2 separate regions of the Mus musculus genome follow, and region 2 is linked to region 1. The links are chromatin contacts, called in public HiChIP or PLAC-seq maps. All regions are on one chromosome and are shown on one strand. Each heading gives the region's core, a stretch centred on a gene start, on an enhancer-like site or on the middle of the called end of the contact. The rest is flanking DNA. Distances are from core to core; before and after follow the strand shown.

The links. HiChIP or PLAC-seq counts read pairs in DNA pulled down with a chosen protein or histone mark.
Region 2: a FOXA1 HiChIP or PLAC-seq map of pancreatic cancer cells shows a contact between it and region 1. The contact joins two enhancer-like sites. A contact is called at or near these places in 1 of 115 datasets of contacts at active chromatin or transcription factors (pancreatic cancer cells) and 1 of 9 other capture datasets (liver).

What each region holds. Positions count from the first base shown.
Region 1 is chr9:122,101,094-122,105,769 of GRCm38.p6, reverse strand. No RefSeq gene overlaps it. Among named protein-coding and RNA genes, the nearest start is that of Snrk, 14 kb to the left of the region's middle. Within about 2 kb of position 1,724, at least 30 of the 459 cell types and tissues checked have an H3K27ac peak or open chromatin away from gene starts, as enhancers often do. A contact at or near this core is called in pancreatic cancer cells, where this site is marked.
Region 2 is chr9:122,378,115-122,382,475 of GRCm38.p6, reverse strand. Abhd5 (abhydrolase domain containing 5) reads right to left here. Exons shown (of 7, transcript NM_026179.2): 6 at 3,468-3,654; 7 at 953-2,963. The coding sequence ends at 2,874. It overlaps A730085K08Rik (RIKEN cDNA A730085K08 gene), which reads left to right. Exons shown (of 3, transcript NR_045967.1): 3 at 116-454. Among named protein-coding and RNA genes, the nearest start is that of Gm46135, 2.5 kb to the left of the region's middle. Within about 2 kb of position 2,930, at least 34 of the 459 cell types and tissues checked have an H3K27ac peak or open chromatin away from gene starts, as enhancers often do. A contact at or near this core is called in pancreatic cancer cells, where this site is marked.

The DNA.
Region 1 (4,676 bases), core at 475-2,974:
GCATGGTGACTCCAGAGAACAAGGGGAACATGGTGCGGTGACCCCAGAGAACCAGGGGGAACATGGTGTGGTGACCCCAGAGAATCAAGGGGAACATGGCATGGAGGTCATCCCAGAGAACCAAGGGGAACATGGTATGGTGACCCCAGAGAACCAGGGGGAACATGGCATGGTGGCCCCAGAGAACCAGGAGGAACATGGCATGGTGGCCCCAGAGAACCAGGAGGAACATGACGTGGTGACCCCAGAGAACCAGGGGGAACATGGCGTGGTGGTCATCCCAGAGAACCAGGGGGAACATGGCGTGGTGACCCCAAAGAACCAGGGGGAACATGGCATGGTTGCCCCAGAGAACCAGGAGGAAAGTGTCTCTGAAAATGAACATCAGGTCCCTGTCCTTTCATTCCGTGTCAGAGGCTGACATGCTGAGACCTGAGCACAGGCTCACCTGAGGGCCATGAGCACAGCAATGGCTTGCTTGCTTTTTACTTTGTTTTAATTGCATTTATGATAGCTGTGCAGAAATTCGTATGTGGCAGCAGGAACTCTCACACCACTAGAAGCCTCCAGGTAAAGCTCCTGAAATGTATGTATCTGTATACAGAGCTGCCACAGTGCAAATCTTACCAGCTTTTCTACAATTCTTAGGGAGACTACTATATATATATGTGGAGGTCAAAACTGCCTTTAAAGCCAGGGGCTGTGGTGTATGCCTGTAATCTCAGGAGACCCTGCATGGAAGATCCAAAGTTTGGGAATATAGCTCAAGGTCAGCATGCTTGTCAAACCTATGAATGGTTCCAGATTTGTCCTCCTCTACTGAAAACAAAATTCAGTCTGGTTTGTTTGTTTTTTTTTTTTTTTAAGATTTCTTTGTATTGTTTGAATTATGTATACATGTGTATTTCTGGGTGGGAGTATGTACACCCACAGAGGTCAGAGGTGTAGAAGCCCCCTGGTGCTGGAGTCACAGCAGTAGTTGTGCCTAACATGGGTGCTAGAGACAGAACTCCAGCCCTCTATAAAAGCAGACTGTGTTTGTAACCACTGAGTCATCTCTCCAGCTCCTTAAACCAGTTTCCAGGTAGCTTTATTGCAGTTGGTTCCCCGGCCCCTGAGAACCGCAAAGGCGGGCTCAGACACTGACTACAACAGACTTGGTTTTATTGTTGTCTGGCCTCAGTTCTGAGGGTGCTGGCAAACTGGAGATTCGATGAAGCCCTGGGAGCATGAGGAGGCCCAGTGTGAGCACTCCCTGCTCCTCTGGAGTCCTGGGGAACACGAAGAGGCCAGTGTGAGCACTCCCTGCTCCTCTGGAGTCCTGGGGAACACGAAGAGGCCAGTGAGAGCACTCCCTGATCCTATGGACTGAGTCTAAACGGCCTTGGAGCAGAAGTCCTGATGCCAGCACATAATATTCAACCCCAAAACACCAGAATTAGACTGGAAGATAGGAGATTTGAGGGCTGCAGCTGTTTCACACACCACACAGAACACTCACACCTCTGTAACCAGCAGTTCCACTCAGCCTGTCCCATTCTTAACATTAAAGAAACCCACATATCTTGGCGCAAGGAGGTGTGTTTGAACACATTCACTAGAGCGTTGCTTGTGCAATCAGGGAAAATTGTAAATACCTAAATCCCCACGGTGTTAGTCAGCGTTCCTCCACCGTGACAGACGACGCCCCAGATAATCGACTTACAGAGAGAGAGTCAGGGCTTATCTTGGCTCTCAGTGTTGGAGGTCCTGCTTGGCCCCACTGCTGTTGCACTAGAGGTGAGGCAGCACATTTGCAGTACAAAGTGCCTGGCAAAGTGTTTTCAGTGGGGAAATGCAGGAGAGGACAAGGCCAGGCTTCCAAAGTTCCCTTTGAGGGGACTCTCAGTGACTAGAGATCTGTTGTTAGTCCCCAACCCATGAGGTTTCCAGGAGTCCAACACCATGTCCAAGACACAGGACAATTCAAAACCAAACTCTAGCTAACGGTTTCCACCTAACCTACCCATCCAAGGGAGCACCACACAGCAGGTAGACAGACCCTCAAAGCATACTGCTGGCTAAGGAAACTTCATAATAATACCACAAGTGCCATTTGTATAAGAACAAATACAAATACTCAATACAAAGTAACCATGCATTCACATAGGATCTCTTCAGAAGTATGTATCTGTGTAAATTAACCAACAATGCTCCTGGAATAGACCAGCAATGGGAGCAGGATGGGAGGGAGGCCCAATGAGAAGTCAGCCATCTTGGAAATGTTGTAATACACAAAATACAATATTTCATGTACAAAATAAAATCACCACATAAAATATCCAATACTTATATATACCCATTATGACAATGTTTAATAATTCATAATATGCTAAAATTTATAATCAAATGATTTATTAAATACATTTATTGTAGTAACTTATCTTTATATAACATCTCTTTTCTTGTAAAATTATATTTGTCTATGAAGTTTAGCTTTATCCTCACTTATGTATATGTGTGTGTTTCTGTATGTGAGTATATGTACTTCTTGCGTATAGGTGCCTGCAGAGGTCGAAAGAAGGCACACGATCCCCTGGAGCTGACATTACAGATGGTTGTTAGCCGTCCAACATGGTTGCTAGAGACCAAATCCAGGACCTTTGCAAGAGCAGGGAGTGTTCTTAACCTCCGTGCCATTTCTCCCATTCCTGTGTATGAAAGTTAAAGCAATCGCATAGGAACGTCTGCCCCTCCAGACTCCTCCGTCTTACTTTCAGATGTTTCCATGTGCAAGCAGATCCCAAGAGCCTGTGCGATGTACAGCTGGATCTTACGGCTGCTGGTACCAGGCTTAGGCATTTCAATAGCTTCGCTTTGCAGTGTAGGACACACAAATTATTCAGAAGTCTCGTTGAGGTATAATTCTTGTGGGATGGGGTCCGAGGGTCAAGGCTGTGATCCTGTGTCTCTAATAAGTTGCTGCTGGAGGTTCTCGGAGTCTGTATAACTTGACTTAAAGCAGGATTCCAAATGGACAGCAAGTCATCTTGAAGAAGGAGGAGCAGCCGTGTTGGAGGAGGAGGAAGAGGAGGAGCAGCCGTGTTGGAGGGCAAACAGAGGAACTGTACCGAGGAATACCCAGTGGATTGGTCTGATAAACGGGATAACGAGAATGCCGAGGGGCGAAGCTGAGGGACAAAAGCAATATTGGGCTCAGAACCTGGTGCTCAGCACACTAGCTACTGATAGAGGCTTTCTGGAGAAAAGGATGCCAGCATTCCAGAGTGGATGTGTGTAGGGTGGATCCGAGAGGCACAAGGGTCCAACGATCAGCTCATGGTCTCTATCCTTGCAAGGTTACAGCTTCCTGGAAACAGAGTCCTCATACTCCCCAAAAAGAAAAACGTTTTTCTGATTTCTCTCTGACTATTGAAATCTACTCTCAAATCCCAAAAAGCCTAGGGGCTGCTGTGCACAGCAGAGAATAATCAGCCAGCCCCATGGGCCCCACCAGCATCACCTTTCTTTATGTAAAATGGTACTTTGATCAAACTGGTGGAGGAAGAAAGCTTCTACTTAGCAGGGTTCTGACCAGCTCACACAACTGTAAAGGACTCCTTGAGAAAGGGTAAGGATTATGGTCAGGGTGAGAGGATGGGGTAAGGGCAGGGACAGGGCGCTGTAAAGCCTTGGTGTTCTTAGACTCTCCGGAGGGTTATCTGACTCTGAAGAGTTCACTCCTTTCTCTGTTTTGCTTTGCAGGGGATGACTCAAGTCACTGTTGGCATCCAAACTCACAGAGTGCTGTGGAAGCGACAGGCCCCATTAAAGCACTGACTGCCCCTGGGCAGCTCGCTGGAGTCTCCCACAGGCAGCTCTTGTGGGTGAGCTCTGGATGCAGAGCACAGAGACCCTCCCCATTTTCTATCAGACCATGTATTGTGTGGCTTTCCTGGGTAGATAGATCAGATGTAGGGGACCAGTGGAACAATTCTACCCAAGTCTAGCTTAGGGATGTAATGAATTTATCAAGGTTACATTACACACACACACATACACACACACACACACACACAGCCTCAAAGGCATCTGCATTTCTTAAAAGTCCCATATCCCAACCCGCATGATGATTCACAAAAGCTGTATGCCAAGAACTCCCCCACCCTGCCCCTATTGCAGACAGCTCCTCTGAAGAGTGTCCTCTCCCCAGCAGTTGCTTGTTGCTTGTATTACTTCAAGAAGGGACCTTGAGAGTCTTGGACCATTTTGAAGGGGTGACATATCAGAAGCACATCTGTCTACCCTGCAGCTGTGTAGTGTGGGTGTGAGGGGGGCTTTTCATTTGGGCATTATCATCGTACCATCTGTTTTAATCACACCTGCTAGGCCCATAAACTGACACCTGCGTTAATATTTGACCACCCAGCTCCAGTTACAGCATCAGAGAATCGCACCTGCGTGTGAATAGCTGCATGCCTGACTGCAGTTCTAGTTCTGTGGTAATAAATCACAGGCTATTACATTTGTCTCTTACAATTTGATTTTAAATGTTTCTTCAATTAAAAACAAAACTGTTCATACACACAATTCCTAAAGCACGCTATTTAATTATTTTAAATAAATCACTTATTTGTTTCTGATTCGAAAAGAAATATACGCAATTATAGAAAACAGTGAAGGAGTAAGAAAATCAT
Region 2 (4,361 bases), core at 1,681-4,180, 280 kb before region 1:
TTCAAAATTTGATGTTTTTGAAAAATCAAAGCATTACAGATCTACCTCATTTGTAAGACTGTATAATATTCCAGTGTATGGCTGTTATTGATACAGATGTCATCTTGGTCACCAGCTGGTGGCTGTTTTGCAAGGTCATGCAAGCATTCGGACATGGGACCGAGGCTGGCAGATGAAGGGCCAGGAGTAAGGGATGAGAGCCCGTCCAGATTCCTGCCTGAGCATTCTGCTTCCTGGTCGTCTAGTGATGAGACATGAACAAGTAGCCTGCTGCTCCTGCCACCTGCCACCCGGATGTCACCATGCCTGCCTGCTACCAAGCTGAGGATGTAATTCCTTCTTCCAGCTGCTTCTGCCCCATATTTTGTCCCAGCAACAGGGAAATTAATACAATGATTATGTTGTAGCTGAACCACTAAGTCTAGTTCCAGACTTAATTTCTCAATGCTTAGCAGATTTCACTCCTCGGACTGGGTTGTTGATGCATTCAGATTTCACTCCTGTACAAAGGCAATGCAGCTGGCTTTATTCCTCATATGACCGTCACACTTGTACCACTTCACCTGTTTCCCCATCAGTGAGATGCCTCCTTTATCAACTCTCTGCACTTGCCTGTAGCTGTTACTGAGTCTGTCTCCCCTCCCCACCACTACTCTCTAGGCCTCTTATTTTCCATACTTGGTACAAGTGTGCTGGGACCTGGCATGGCTGCTTAATCAAAGACACATATGAATAAAGAGTTCTGACACTGAGATGAACCCTACCGTGAAGATAACCGGAAGCTTTTTAAGGACCTGCATGACCATGAGTGAAGCTGTGCACAACTGCCACAAAGCTTGCACGGTGCAGAGCAGCCATCCTCCAAACCACGGTGTTCATGGGACTGTCACAGCCATTCTAACAGACGGGTCCTTGCCAAAGACTCAAGAAAACACACAGCTCACCCACGGGTGCTAGCACTGTCGAGTTTATTCTGTAAAATAACTTAGCAAAGACCAATGATAGTTAAGAGATCGTTTACAAGAAAGATGTTTAGCAACCACTGTTCTCAAGAATTTGCAGATTATAAACTTTACTACTTCAACCTTTACAACAATCACTGCACACACCATGGAAATTTTAATGTTTAGGAAGCTTCACAGGTTTCCAGTAAAGCAAAGCAGCTCAGTGGGGAAGTCAGTTTCTTTGGGCAGACCGGTTTCTTGTGCAGAATTTTTTTTCTTTGGTGAACAAAAGACTGAGGCTGGTGACTGCCAAGTAAGAGTCCTGCACAAATGTTCTACCACTCTCAAGTGTGGATCTGGCCACCCACAACACTAACTATAAAGGGGGAAAAAGGCTATTTTTATTCTCAAGGTGGTGAGAACAAGCACTTTTGGTCTCACGGTGGCTCCTTGCACTAACCTAATGCGTTAAATGAGTCAGATAAAGGGTCGCTGGGAGGCTGCTTTGTCCCGCTTCAATATGATTTTCACGGTCTCCTAAAGTATGGAGCTAATCTTGCTGGCAGTTAATTACATGTGATATAATTTTATATTTTCAAAAAAATTTCCTGACTAGTCACTAAAAATGTAATAGCTCAAGTCATCGAGTCGTGATTTGTGAGGTCGAGGTTTTATTTGTGTAATCTGCTTTTCTCCTGGACAAACAATGTTGGTAACAATGCTCTTTGTTCTCTGTTCTCTAGACAGAAGGCTTTCTCAGCATCCAGCTATTCCATGGAGCTTTTTCATAGTTTCAAATTGTCTCTCACTTTAACACTGTCAGAAAGTTATAAATCCAATGGTGGTTTCTGCCAAACAGTTCAAACAACATAATAGATTTTTTTCATAATTTTACTTCAAGTATATAAGTGGTTAGATTAACATAATATTCAATAAAAATAACCACAAGTTCTATCTCATTTCTGGCGCCATGAGACGTAACAGCACCACATAGTTTTAAATGTTAGTGGTAAAATGCAATCCAGTTTAAGCACCATGTAAGCTGGTTGCTCATGAGAACACAGTGGGACTTGGTTTCCCGATAGGCAACAGTGTTAACATCCCTGCAAGTGAGGGGACCTAGATCCTGGGTCCTGGGAATACTGGAAGGAAAGGGGACAGGTTTCAGGTTCGGGCTACTCAGCACTTGAATGGCTGAGTCTATGCATATGTTCTCATAGAACCCTGTAGATTACACACAGAAGGGCCCCAGGAACTGCGTTGCTGTAAGCACTATGTCACCATGGAACACATTTAAAATGCTGAAACACGGCCTTGATCATAAAACAGGAAAACAAGGAAAGTTAACGCTAGTGATTGACTCCTGTCTTTTACATCAAAACCTAACCCTTTCGTTCCATTTCAAAATGAAATATTCTAAACTCCATCTCAAAAATGAAGTATTCTAAATTGAAATCTTTTTACATAAAAATACTTGGGTTAACTATGTTAGTTGTTAGAGACAGTAAATACATGCAAGGAAAATAAAGTGCAGCTTCCCAACACCTAACACCACAGGCCCAGAAGTCGCTAGGTACACTGGCATATGGACTAGGTACACTGGCATATGGACTAGGTACACTGGCATACGGACTGCAACACCAAACACCTAACAAGCAGTTAGGTGAAATTGAGAAAAGTCTCAGCTGAAAAATCACAATTTTTCAGTACATCAGAAGGACAACCTTTATTTAAGGCGATTATTAAATTGGGAGACTCTCCTATATTTTAATTCTGTGTAGGAGAAAGGAAAGCCATTCTTCTAGAAGGCACTGGTTGGTTTAAATGTGGAAAGCTGCAGAGTCCAGTCCAGGAGACTGCGGGGGTCCTCGGGCTGTGGGGATTGCTCATGAACGGCACCCGTCACGGGTGCTGCATGGTTCTGTGTGCTCAGTCTACTGTGTGGCAGATCTCCTTGACTTTCTGGTTGAATTCTTCTGGCTGATCTGCATACACATAATGCCCCGCCCCGAGGATGGCCTGGGAAAGGAAGAGCCACCACGGCAGGTGAGAAAGCAGTACTGAAACACAGCGATCCCCAGAAGCAAAGAGCCACTCTTAAAAGAACAGTGGAGACTCCTCTGAAAATGACTTAGGCTTTCTATCAGAAGGCTCTGGGATAAACAGGAAAACTTCCTGGATCTTAGTCAATTCCACCATGCAAGGGCCAGCAGAAATGACACTCTAAACTAAAGGACTAATGCAGGGCCCAGGAAAAACCACAACTGTGTGTACTGCACTGGGAAGTGGGTGTGAGCTTATCTGATTCTGAGCCAGTCTCTCAGTGTCTCCAGAGAGACTGGGAAGACCTCAGAAAGGTGACTCACTACTGGGACACCAAAGTGTGTATGGCACAAACCTCGCCCAAAGCCCTGTGACGTCAGGTCTCTGAATGGGGTTGTGAGTGGAGCCCAGACTGGAAACCTCGAGGGAATAATCAAACACACGTCCCTGAATGGAAGCCCAAGCCAGCTCCATACTCACAATTGTCTTCACGTAGGACTTCGGTCGCAGTGACTGGATGCTGGTTCCAGAGTTGCCATCTATGCAGGATCGGGCTCCAAAGATCACTGAAACTGGAATGTCAGGATGCAAGCCACCTATCCGCTGAAGCATTGGCCGTTTGGCCCACCCATAAGGAATCGTCATGTTTTTGAAAGCTGTCTCACCACTACAGAGAGGAGAGAACCATACAGAGTGACTTAGGGAATGAGTTTGTGCTACAGTCTCACCTGTTAAAACATACTCATATTTGGCTTTCCTGGGATTAAAAAAAAATCTGTTTAAACTTTTAAACTATTTACTAGATAATGTATGGGAGGAGCCACATATTACTGCTGTTAGGTAAACAGGGCTATAGTATAATGTAACTAAATCAAAGTTTTCTTCTAATTTGAAATAGAAACTAAAGCAGAAATAATGGATGCTCTGCAGAAGCTCTAGAAGCTGCTGAACAAGTTGATGAACACAGGTCTAAGTGGCCAGCCAGCCACTCACAGAACTGCAGGCTCTTAGGCCCCAGTCTACAGCCGCTCTACTCCTGGCAGTGACTCTACCCTGTGTTGGCAGACTGCTGCTGCAGCTCCACTACCAGTGAACCAGGAGAAGCTGTGTGTGCCTTGCCCTAGGTCTGCCTCTAGTGAAGCAGTGTTGCAGTGCACTACAGCACCATCCCTGGCCTGGCTAAACTAGGATTGTCTCAGTATTTGTCAGTGAGGCAGAGCCTTAAAGTGAGCTTAGGAGTCACCACACTCGCTGGCTTCAAACTCCCTATGAAGCAAAAATATCCCTGAATCACACTCCCTTCCTGAGGTTCCTGCTGGGAACGTCAGGCCTTTGCCCTCCAGGGGTCACGTCCTTAGACTTTGCTTTCTACTC